2 separate regions of the Mus musculus genome follow, and region 2 is linked to region 1. A link is a contact called in public Hi-C data. All regions are on one chromosome and are shown on one strand. The core of a region is the stretch at or near the end of the contact, and the rest is flanking DNA. Distances in the headings are between cores, read along the strand shown.

Evidence for each region. A called contact is a pair of places that touch in the nucleus more often than the background predicts.
Region 2: a Hi-C map of Th1 cells shows a contact between it and region 1, with 3 times the contacts expected there. The contact joins the promoter of Lrrc25 here to the enhancer-like site in region 1. A contact is called at or near these places in 1 of 39 promoter capture datasets (liver), 2 of 484 Hi-C or Micro-C datasets (Th1 cells and embryonic stem cells), 6 of 115 datasets of contacts at active chromatin or transcription factors (bone marrow-derived macrophages, embryonic stem cells, memory CD8 T cells and 3 more) and 1 of 9 other capture datasets (pancreatic islet).

What each region holds. Positions count from the first base shown.
Region 1 is chr8:69,999,663-70,005,060 of GRCm38.p6, reverse strand. No RefSeq gene overlaps it. Among named protein-coding and RNA genes, the nearest start is that of Gatad2a, 28 kb to the right of the region's middle. Within about 2 kb of position 3,635, at least 276 of the 459 cell types and tissues checked have an H3K27ac peak or open chromatin away from gene starts, as enhancers often do. A contact at or near this core is called in Th1 cells, bone marrow-derived macrophages, embryonic stem cells and 6 more, where this site is marked.
Region 2 is chr8:70,612,710-70,618,756 of GRCm38.p6, reverse strand. It overlaps Lrrc25 (leucine rich repeat containing 25), which reads right to left and starts at 1,913. Exons shown (of 3, transcript NM_153074.3): 1 at 1,731-1,913; 2 at 393-1,195. The coding sequence starts at 1,186.

The sequences.
Region 1 (5,398 bases), core at 2,386-4,885:
GCAATCTTACTGTGTCAGCCTCCTGAGCAACTAGGTCAATGATGTGTTTGTTTGTTGCTTATTTTAGACGGGGTGGGTGGGTTTTGGGGTGGAGGGGAGTGAGATTAAAGGCAAATTGCTTGTTTGAGACAGGGGTGTGGCAATTAAAGGAGTGGGATTGAAGCCACATCTTGTGACATCTTTGATCCATGCAGGGATCTAACAGCAGGGGCCTGTTAGACCAGCACTCATGAGACCTAGACAAGAGGATCTCAAGTTCTAGGCCATCATGGCTGTGTTACATGGGAAGACCCTGTAAAAGGTTAAAGGGGGAGAGGGAAGGGAGGAAACCCTACCATTTGGGAGGCAGAGCCCACCAGGGCACCAGGCTGCCCTGGGCTACAAAACAGGATCTTGTTTCAAATAAATAAACAAACAGGGATGTGACTCCAGTTCTATTGGTGGAGTGCTTAGTGATCCACAAAGCCTTGCATTACTGGATATGGCAGCTGGCTCAGCACTTGGGGGGTGGGGGAGGCAAGAGGACCAAGAGTTCAAGGTGAGCTGGGAGTGGTAAACACCTCTGATCCCTGCACCCAGGAGACAGGTGGTCACTGAGTTCAAGACCAGTGGCCTACAGAGTTCCAAAACAGCCAGGGAGGGCTACACAGAGAGATTTTGTCCTAAAACAACAATATAGACAATGACATTGACAAGTTCAAGGTCCTTCTGAGCTACACAAGTTTGAGACTAATCTGGACTTCAAGGAGACCCTAGTCCTCATGCACCAGAGATCTTAGCACTTGAGAAGAGGAGTCTGGAGACTTCAAGGCCATCCTAAACTAAAGTGAATTTACCCTTTGGCAATAATTTATGAGAAACTTCCCTAGGAGAAACTCTGGGCTTGCTCTCTTCCAGTATCTTGGACATTATGTGGAAGCCCTTAGGACAGAGTACTCTCAGGTCTTTTTTGGTTGGTCTCACATGTCCTCTTTTTTTTTTTTTTTTTTTTTTTGGTTTTTCGAGACAGGGTTTCTCTGTATAGCTCTGGCAGTCCTGGAGCTCACTTTGTAGACCAGGCTGGCCTCGAACTCAGAAATCTGCCTGCCTCTGCCTCCCAAGTGCTGGGATTAAAGGCCCGGCTCACAGCACCTTTGAGATGTTGAGCAGCCATCAGTTTCTGACAGGGCTAGGCCTGTCCTTTGGGCCTTTGCAGCTTAGATGAGCCTTGCTTCAAGCTTTCTCTTTCTGTGTGTCTCTGTCTCTGTCTCTCTCCCTCTTTCTCTCCTTCTTTCTCTCCCTCTTTCTTTCCCCTCTCCCCTGTCCCCTCTCCCTCTCTCTCTCTGGCTGGAGAGATGGCTGGCTCTTGGTTAAGAGCAGAATCTACTCTTCCATAAGGCCAAAAGGTTAGGCTTTGATTTCCAGCACCTAAATTGGAGGCTCACTTCAGACTCAGAGCGGGTGGTTGGGGTGGGATATTCCAGCAGGAGGCAGTGTCCTTCAGAAACCAGAAATCTGAGTAGATCCCACGAGCTCACTCTCTGAGCTAGGCTCAAATACCTATGGGGGGTGGGGGGGGCAGGGAGGAGGAACTGGAGGGCATGAGATGGTATCACAGATCCCAGGTGGGACCACACCCACATTCAGGGAGGCAAAGAGGCACCTGCCTTGTGCTTCAGTTTATGTTGGTAATGCTATGTTCAAACCTTACTGAAGCTCCAGGTGGCTGTGAGTAAGCTCACTTCCTTCCTTCTTCTTATGCGGCTCCTGTCTAGGAAGAATGCTTTCTCTTTCAGAAACTCGAAATTGAAAGAAATGCTCTTCCTGGTGGTGGAGAAGTCACTGTAGTTCACTGACTAACACAGCTGTAGATCAGCTGACACAAAATCCCTGGGTTCCATGTACCGTAGCACATGACTATCATCCCAGCAGTTGGGAGGTGAAAGCAGGAAGATCAGAACTTGATGGTCATCTTTGGCTACATAGAGAGTTTGAGTCCAGCCTAGGTTACATAAAACCCTTTTTCAAAAAATAAACTATTGCCAGGCAGTACTGGGGCACGCCTTTAATCCCAGCACTTGGGAGGCAGAGGCAGGTGAATTTCTGCGTTCAAGGCCAGCCTGGACTACAGAGTGAGTTCCAGGACAGCCAGGGCTACAGAGAAACTCTGTCTCAGAAAAAAAAAAAAAGGAAAAATAAATAAATAAATAAATTTTAAATATTTAAAAATTTAAATCTTTTAAAAAAACTCAGCCAGCAGCTTTGTGTGGTGGCACAGGCCTGTGATCCCATAGGAGGCTGAGACAGACAGGAATATCAGGCAGCTTGAGCTATATATTAAGGCCCTGTCTACAAAATGCTTGGCTGAAAGGGCTCCTGGGCTTAGTCTGGCTTTGCTTCTGTATATTCTAGAAACTCATCTCAATAAAGGCACAGTGTGGTCCACCATAGCTTGTAGATGTCTGCTTGATTTTCTCTAGGGAAGCACAGGGGTGCGAACGACGGCCTGTTGGTGCCATTGCACCTGATCTTTTTCCCTCTAAAAACAATGATTTGCTTCCCTGGGGAAACCAGGACCAAGCCCACAGACCCTCAAAAGGATGCTGCTTTCAGTAGGTCAGTGATTCTAGAGATACACAACACACAAGCTGGGTCAACTCTAATGAATGAAGATGCCTGCAGGGATGCAGGGTGTGGTATTTAGCTCTGTGCAAAGCAACTCAGCCATTTAGAGACTCTTTAGTGACTCTGTATAGCTTTAACCTAACTCCCTTTTCTCTTTCCTTCCTCCCTTCTTGCCTCTTTCTTTTCTTCCCTCCTTCTGTCACCCTCCCTTTCCTTGTAGCCTAGGCTTTCCTGGAATTCCATATGTAGCTAAAGATAACCCTTAAATTCCTAATCCTCCAGCCAGGCGTGGTTGTGCACGCCCTTAATCCCAGCACTCTGGAGGCAGAGGCAGGCAGATTTCTGAGTTCGAGGCCAGCCTGGTCTACAAAGTGAGTTCCAGCTTGGGCTATACAGAGAAACCCTGTCTCGGAAAAAAAAAAAAAAACAAAAATAAAAACTTAATCCTTACGTGACATGCTGCTGTGACAGTGGTGGGTCAGTACACACAGTTCTCCCTTCGTTTCCTCTTTTTTTTTTCCTTTAAAAATAAAGATATATTTAATTTTTATTAACGTGTCTATCTGTGCACATGTGCCTTGCAGGTGACCTTAGAGGACAGAAGGGGGCGTTGGATCCCTTGGAGCTGCACACAGAGGCGACTGTGAGCTGCCATAAGTGGGTATTTGGGTCACACTCAAGAGCAGCAAGTGCCACTAAGCCGTCTTTCCAGAGCCCACTTCCCTTTTCTCTTCCCCTCCCCTTCCTCTGCAAGCCAGGCTATCCTCAGACTCACAGTGATCCTCTTCTGAAGTGCTGCGATTATTACCGCACCTGTTTTTTGTGTTGTTTCTCAAAAGAGGGTCTGTAGCTCAGACTAGCCTTCAATTTACGATCCTTCCTTCAGCAGTCTCCTTTATGCCGGGACAGACCTGGGCCCTCGACCCTGGAGGCTATAACCTTTTTGCTATCTGTCTGTGGCATTACTCAGCGGTCACTCTCAGTGCTGGTGGAACGCTTCCTCTGTGCGAGGGGACTTCTCAGGAGAGCAGCCACAGGTCTCTGGCTGGCAGAGGCCCCGCCTTCCTAACGCCTGTGGGGCTGCCTGGGCCAGCTCCCACTTCCCTATATGGGCGTGAATGTCACTCAGCCTGTTCGTCAAGTTGATTCCCCAGACCCAGGAAGGGCCACGCCTTGGTGAAGAGATGCAATCAGCTTCCACCAGGGAAAGGAAACTCATCCTTCAGTCACATGGCTCTTGCTTCAGTTTTTATTATAAAACTAGGCTGCCCTTGGCTCTGAGGTTCAGGAATTTCACTAGAGTATCTACCTGGAGTCTCTCTTCAAAGAGAGTTCACTTCAGACAAAGAAAAGGGTTAGGATTATTATTTTTTCCTTAGCCCAGGCTGTTCTTGAACTATGAAGATGAGGATGACCTTAGATTTCTGAGTGTCTTGCCTCTATTTCCTAAATTCTGAGCTGACAGGTGTGCACCATCACACCTAGTTTATGTGGGGCCGGGAATGCACACTGTGCACACTGGGCAATCACTATCAACTGAATTGCATTCCCTGTCTAGGTCTCAAAAGTTTTGATTATTTATTTGGATTATTTTACCAGTACAGTAGTAGTTTAGTTGTGTGTGTGTGTGTGGGGGGGGCATATATTGAGCTGGACACTAGCTAATGCACTGCTTATCAATTTTTAAAAAAGATTTATTATTATATGTAAGTACACTGTAGCTGGCTTCAGATGCACCAGAAGAGGGTCAGAACTCATTACGGATGGTTGTGAGCTACCATGTGGTTGCTGGAATTTGAACTCAGGACTTTCAGAAGAGCAGTCAGTGCTCTTAATCACTGAACCATTTCTCTAGGTCCCAGCACCAATTTTTGATTGCTAATGTGAGCATGCTCTCCATGAGACCATAGTGCTTTCTCACCTTTGAGCATGTTGCTGGATTGGAGATTTAAAGTTTTTTATGTGTATAAATGTATGTAAGCACACCACATGCACCAGATCTCCTGGAACTGGAGTTATAGAGGGTTGTGAGTCACCATGTGAGCGCTGGGAATGAAATCTGGTTCTCTGCAAGAGCAATACGTGTTATAATTGTTTTTGGATTTGAGATGTAAATAATACAAGTGTCAGTTAAGATGTAATACTACAGTTGAGCAGTTGATGTAGACCAATAACAGTAGCTGAGTGTACCTGCCTTTCTTTCTTCCTTCCTTTCTTTCCTTCTTTCTTTCTTTCTTTCTTTCTTTCTTTCTTTCTTTCTTTCTTTCTTTCTTTCTTTCTTTCTTCTTTCTTTCTTTCTTTCTTTCTTTCTTTCTTCCTTCCTACCTTCCTTTTTTTTTTTTTTTTTCTTTTTTCGAGACAGGGTTTCTCTTTGTAGCACTGGCTCTCCTGAAACTCACTCTATAGGCCAGGCTGGCATCGAACTCAGAAATCTGCCTGCCTTTGCCTCCTAAATGCTGGGATTAAAGGCGTGCGCCACCAAGGCCCAGCACTGCCTTTCTCTTCTGCATACAATGGGAAATTACATACTATGCTGACCTATAATCCCATCAATAATTGTTGATTCAACAATAAATTATGCTAGATGTAATGGAATACACCTACCAAGAGGACTATGTGTGCTAGGTCATCCTGAACTACATAGTAAGCTCTAAGCCAACCTGGGCTACACAGTAAAAACCCTTCTCAAGAAAAACAAGAAAAGTTATGTGTAAAGTACCAAGGGATCACTTAAATAGGTTGATTCTTGTGCTAGCAAAATATCCCAGTTAGTGACAGGAATTAAACTAGCTTT
Region 2 (6,047 bases), core at 664-3,163, 620 kb before region 1:
AGCCACAGGGAGATTCCATTGATGTCCCTATAGCATGGGGACACAGACATCCACGAAGTCAGGAGCCCGGGCTGCTGACCTTTCACCAAGCCCTAGTTGACCTGGAGCCTGGCTTCCTCCAGAGGTATGAGCTGGGTTTACAGCTCACAACGTGGGGACTGGCCCCTTGGAAACTTTCCAAACTCTTACCCCAACCCCTAAAGGGGAGGGGAGGCCTGCAGCCCTCATCTGAACATATGAAGCCACTTGGCCACACAGCCTGCACAAGGCCCAGCTGACAGTCTCAGGCCAACTGCTGAGTAGCTGGTAATTCCGCTGACTCTGACGGGGCATGCCTCTGTCCTGCTAAAGCAGTCCTTGTTCACTGTGGGCAGGGATCTATGGTCACTCACCTGGCTGCAGACCATGAGCAGTCCTCGGCCGGCTGGCCAATAAAGACATTCTCATAATCCATTGTGAACCTGCTGGGTGGTGAGTCTGGGGCCTTGGGGCCAGGTCGCCGGCTGCTGTACCTTGGCAGGAAATCTGTCACTGGTTTGGGGATATCGTGTGGGGACATCTGGGCTTTGCTGAGGCTGTGCTCACTGGCTCTGCGGCGGCGGCGAAGAAGTCTCCAGGCCAGCACAGATCCACTGACAGCCACAGCCAGGGAGATAGTCCCAGCAACAAGGGCTCCAATGGTCCCCGGGCCCCAGCTGGGGGGACAGCTGACCTGAAGGAAGGTGGAGAGGTTCCTTGGAGCTTCGGTGGCTGGGTGTAGACACAGTAGCTGCTGCTGCCCGGAGCAGTTCTGGCGGAGAGCATACCAGGAGGCCAGCCCACAGCTGCAGTCTGCCTTGAGCTCCAGGTCACAGCGCAAGGCCAGGGACCTGTCCACACTGTCCAGCTGGTTGTGGGTGACAATCAGGGTCTGCAGCTTTTCCAGCTTGTCGAAGAAAGCCCCAGGGAGCACCTGCAGGCCATTCTTAGACAGGTCCAGGACTTGAGCATGGCTGGCCTGCAAGGGGCTCCTTGGCAGGGACAGGCCAAGGCCACTGAAATTGAGGCAGGTGCCATTAAATGTCTGAGTCCAGTCTACCCTGCTCGGGTGAACCATGCAGGTGAGATCTTGACTTCCTGACTTGTGAAGCAGGGCCAACAGCATCAGGAGACATAACCACAGCAACCTAGTTCTGATGCTTCCCATCCCAGCAACCTGTGTGGTAACACCTAAGTTAAACACTGGTTTGGTTTTGTTTTAAATACAGATTAATAATTCAAACCATGTAGTGGCTCGTGCCTTTAATCCCAGTACTCGTCTGGCAGAGGCAGGTGGATCTCTGCGAGTTCGAGGCTAGCCGGGTCTACTTAGTGAGACCCAATAAAACCCAAATAAAGCACCCCAACCAGTTAAGGCTTTTCTGACATGGAAGCCCATGGCCCCTGGCTGGCCACCTTTCTCTGGGTTTCCCTGGTTCCTGGGCCTCCAAATGCTGGTCTGTGAAATGGGTGCATCCTGCACCTGCCCACCACAAGACTAGACTATCCCACCCCCACACACACCTGCCCAGGCTTTGCATCTCTGCAGCACCTCTCACTGGCCAAGACACAACCACACAACCGTATGCAAACGAGTTGTTGTCCTGGAAACCTCCTAGCCCGATCCTGGCCATCTTTCCTGCAGACCCTGCTATTATTCTACATTGCCCAATCCGCGAGTGAGCTGGACGCGACGTTGCCTTGAGTCTCACCTCCTGGCCTTCGTGATGTCTCGTAAGCCTCAGGGTCCTAGGGTCTGGGTTGGGGTTCACAGCTCCTGGTGCTTTCCACCTGTTAATCCACGCCTGCGGGAAGACGGGAAGACGAGTAGGTGTAGGAGTGGAGGGGACAGCAGAGAGCCCTCTGCCAGCCTCAGGCTCTCACGAGAGGAGGAGGGGCCTTACTGTCCCACTTCTCTCTTGCTGTGACCTCACCCTGAGCTCCTTGGCCCGCAGCTTCCCCTCCACCCGCTTCCTGATCTTTGCTGGGCTCTGCAAATATTCACTCAATGAACAATCACTTAAAGTGCCTCAGCTCTGGGCAGGTACTCGGGGGACATCTGGTCCTGGAAAAGGTCAGAACTGGACAGTGATCAGAGGTCCGATCCCCACCCCCACGCCCCGCCCCAAATAGAGGCAGGACAGGAAAAAGGGACAGAATTCCACAAGGTATCTAAGAAGAGATAGCTAGCAACACATAGCTAGGAGTTGTCAAGGAGTCTTAAAACCTGTCCCTAGGGCTGCAGCGATGGCTTAGCGGTTAAGAGCATCGACTACTCTTCTGAAGGTCCTGTGTTCAAATCCCAGCAACCACATGGTGGCTCACAACCATCTGTAAGGAGATCTGATGTCCTCTTCTGGAATGTCTGAAGACATCTACAGTGTACTTACATATAATAAATAAATCTTTAAAAAACAAACAAACAAACAAACAAACAAAAACTGTCCTTACTTCTCCAAGCTCCTAACCCTCACAGGTGCTTCGTGGAAGTTTCTGCAGCAGGCTATTGGAAAGGGGCTGTAGGGACCAGCTAGGGGAGGGCACATAGCTGATAAGTGCCTGGCAGGCAGCAGGAGCTAAGACCCTGAGGCCCAAGGAGCAGCTGGGTAAGAGGAAGCTGAAGGGGGAACTAGAAGTGTGGGCCTCACTCTCACACTGGTGGAAATGGGTAATCCAGAGCCAGCAAGTCCCGGGGCCAGTGGAAACCAGGCTGGAGTATGCTCAGGGGAAGGGAGGAGGTTGGGGGTATGAAGACCGAATCTGTATTCCTGAGGCAGAGAGACATGCCAGGCTATCAGAAAGAACCCCACCCAGGGAGAGACTGTCCTAGAAGAGAAAGTGGCTAGGCTGTGTGAGGTCATAGGGTCGGGTGACCAGCTCTGTCCTTGACCCCCTTGGGGACGATACCTATGTAGAGGCTCCATGTGGCAAGGCTGACAGGGTCGTGGGATACAGGAACCCTAGCACTTGGGGGCCTGGCCTATGCTGGTAGCTGGGTTTGTGTGTGTTCCCTGACCCTGGTGAGGCCTTTGTTTTGTTTTGTTTTGTTTTGTTTTGTTTGTTTGTTTTTTGTTTTTTCAAGACAGGGTTTCTCTGTGTAGTCCTGGCTATCTTGGAACTCACTCTATAGACCAGGCTAGCCTTGAACTCAGAAACATGCCTGCCTCTGCCTCCCAAGTGCTGGGATTAAAGGCGTGCGCCACCACCGCCTGGCTTGGTGAGACCTTCTTGGGGCTGTAGATTGTGCTCAGCAATTGAGGGAGCTCAGACACAGCCCAGCTGTGAGCCTGGGGTTTGGGTCCCACACGAGCAGCCCAAGTGTCTGTGACATGACATCCCATGTGGATGACCCTGAGCAACAGCTGTCAGACCCGACGACGACATGAGCTTTAGCAGCTTCCACCCGCTCATGACACTGGGGCTCAGGGGCTCATTTTTAGGGTGTGGAATATTCTGGAAGCAGAGATGGCAGGTAGGACAGAGGACAGCTGACAAGAGACTATTCTCTCCCTCCTCCATGTGGTCAGAGGCTGACCTCAGACTGTCAGGCACAGTGGCAAGCGCCAGTCTACAAAAATCTTTGAATGAAAGCCACAGAAGCCAGAAGTGCCCTCAGCCACAACCATATATGCTCAAAGACACCTCAAAATATCCAATGATTCTTAGAGACACCCCTGAGACCCTCAAAGATATTGAGAGACCTCCAATGTCTCCAAAGTGCCAGTGACACACACACAAAACTCCCAAGATCCCTAGACAGCTCTCAGTACCAAAGTCCCCAATATATTACACCCCACAATTGAGCTCTGCTGTCCTAATGCTCCCGTGCTGAAACAGCCTGGGCCCCCCACTGTCCCAGTCTCTGAGGTCAACTCTACCTGCTGCTTGTCCCCCCACAAATGTCTGACACCCCAGAAATGCCTACTCCTGCCTACAGCCTTCCCTGCAGCCAGGCCCTAGGTCCTGCTATACTGACCCCTTCCTGGCTCCCATGAAGACTGTGCAATGGGCACTCCATTCTTATTAACAGGAAGGAGGAAGGCTGCGTGCCAGGCTGCTGACCAAGCAAAGACCAGGGGATGGGCTGTGTGACTGGGTACACTGAGAGTCATTGGTCAGATTAAGATTGACAAGTGAATTCGGTCAGCGGATGGGACCTCATAGAGGACTCGAAGGCTTCACAGAGAAGCACTCAGGAAACTAGGGACGTTAAACAGCAGGCTAGTCTTTTCAACAGAAGACACATATGGCTGTCTCCTACCCAGAATGTGGATGTGGTTAACAGCCTGGTGACTTGTGCTGTCTGCAGGGTCAGGCCAGTCCTTATTGTGGACATTTTGTCTCTTGGTCAACAGGACCCATCTTTATTGAAGTGTCCATATGCACTCTGTAAAGAGATTCAATGTAAACATGCCTTAAGTTTCTTTGGACACAGGGGATTAGGTTAATTATCAGCAGAATGGTTTTTTCCCCCCAAATTGTGCTTAAATATGGCTACAATAAACTGTCCTGTGTCAGACTCCAGCTGACAAGTTCTGTTAAAAGGGATTTCCCTCCTGCCTCACCAGGGTTGTTTCTCTGCTGGCCCTGGTGTTGGCAGAGACCCTCACAGAATTATAAATAATTATTGTAGATAAACAGGGCATGGTTGAAGGCAGGGTGGCTACCATGGTGCACCCCCACAGCATTGCATTTCTGTGTCAGAGTCTAGAGGATCCCTGTGCAGAGGGTTTTGGAGAACAGCCCTGAACTGCAGGAGCTTGGCCACACCCACCACCATGGACCCCGGAGAGCAGCTGCTTCTGTTTGGTTGCTGCCTCCTGTGCTTTCCCAGGCCAGCCTGAGCTACTCTAAAAGACTGGATCCTCAGAGAGGATCTGGGGCCAAGGCTCAGGGTGCAGGCCTTCCCTAGAACTCATGGGAGAGTAATAACATCACCTCCATTTCACAGACAGGGAAACTGAGGCCCAGGCTGCTTGAGTGGCTTCTGAAGGTGTCTATAACTAAACAGAGAGTCTGGCCATAGCCGTGAAGACACCTTGATGTACCACAGATGATGAGTTTTTTAGAGTGGTTCCATGCACACTTGAGGGCTGGCCTGGAACTTGGAGAGCCATCTGCAGATCGCAGAGCTGTTTCCAGGCGGGGGGAGTAGGCCTTTTGTTGTTATTTATATTTAGTAGCCCTGAGTCTTTTCAAAAAACTGTTGTGTGTGCGTGTGACACTTAAGAGTATATGTGACACTGTGTGAGTGTGACATTGTATGAGTGTCCCTGGAGACCAGAGGAGCCACTCCAATCCCCTGCCAGTGTGAGCCACAGGGGCAGGTACAGGAATGGAATCTGTGGCCTCTCAAGATCAGCAAGATCTTTTCATGACTGAGCCGTCTCTCTTAGCCTATGATAATGAGGCTCCAGACCTGCAGCATTACCATTCTTTACAAACTCTGCAATTCTAATCAATCTGCAGAATGTGCTATGTAGGGGTCCCACCCCCAAACTTAGTCAACAGGTGACAAGGGAATGGGGGGATGGACTCCAGGGCCTAGTGCATGCTGGGTAAGCAGTTTACCACCTATGTACCAAACCTGAGATTTTTCCCATTTAATGTCTGGAAAGAAATTTTTTTTTCCTTTTCTTTAAATATTGTTTCTCTGTGTAGCCCTGGCTATCCTGGAACTCGCTCCGTAGACCAGGCTGGCCTGGAACTCACAGAGTATGAACACTTACCAGTCTGGTATAAGATGGAGCAAAATCATCACTATTTGGCTAAAGGCAATGTAGTGGTAATAAAATCAGTCAATTGTTATTTAGTTTTGTTTCATGTGTATTGGTGTCTTGCTTGCATGTATGTCTATGTGCTGGTGTCGGATCCCCTGGAACTGGAATTACAGTGAAGAACCAGGATGACTTCATCTTCTGCTTGGAAACTTTTATAGTAAGACAAACTAAGTTCATTCCCGTTTTTAATTACATTTGTTTCTCAAGGACTGGGCTAGGCCCCACCCCTAATCTTAACTACAAATGGCT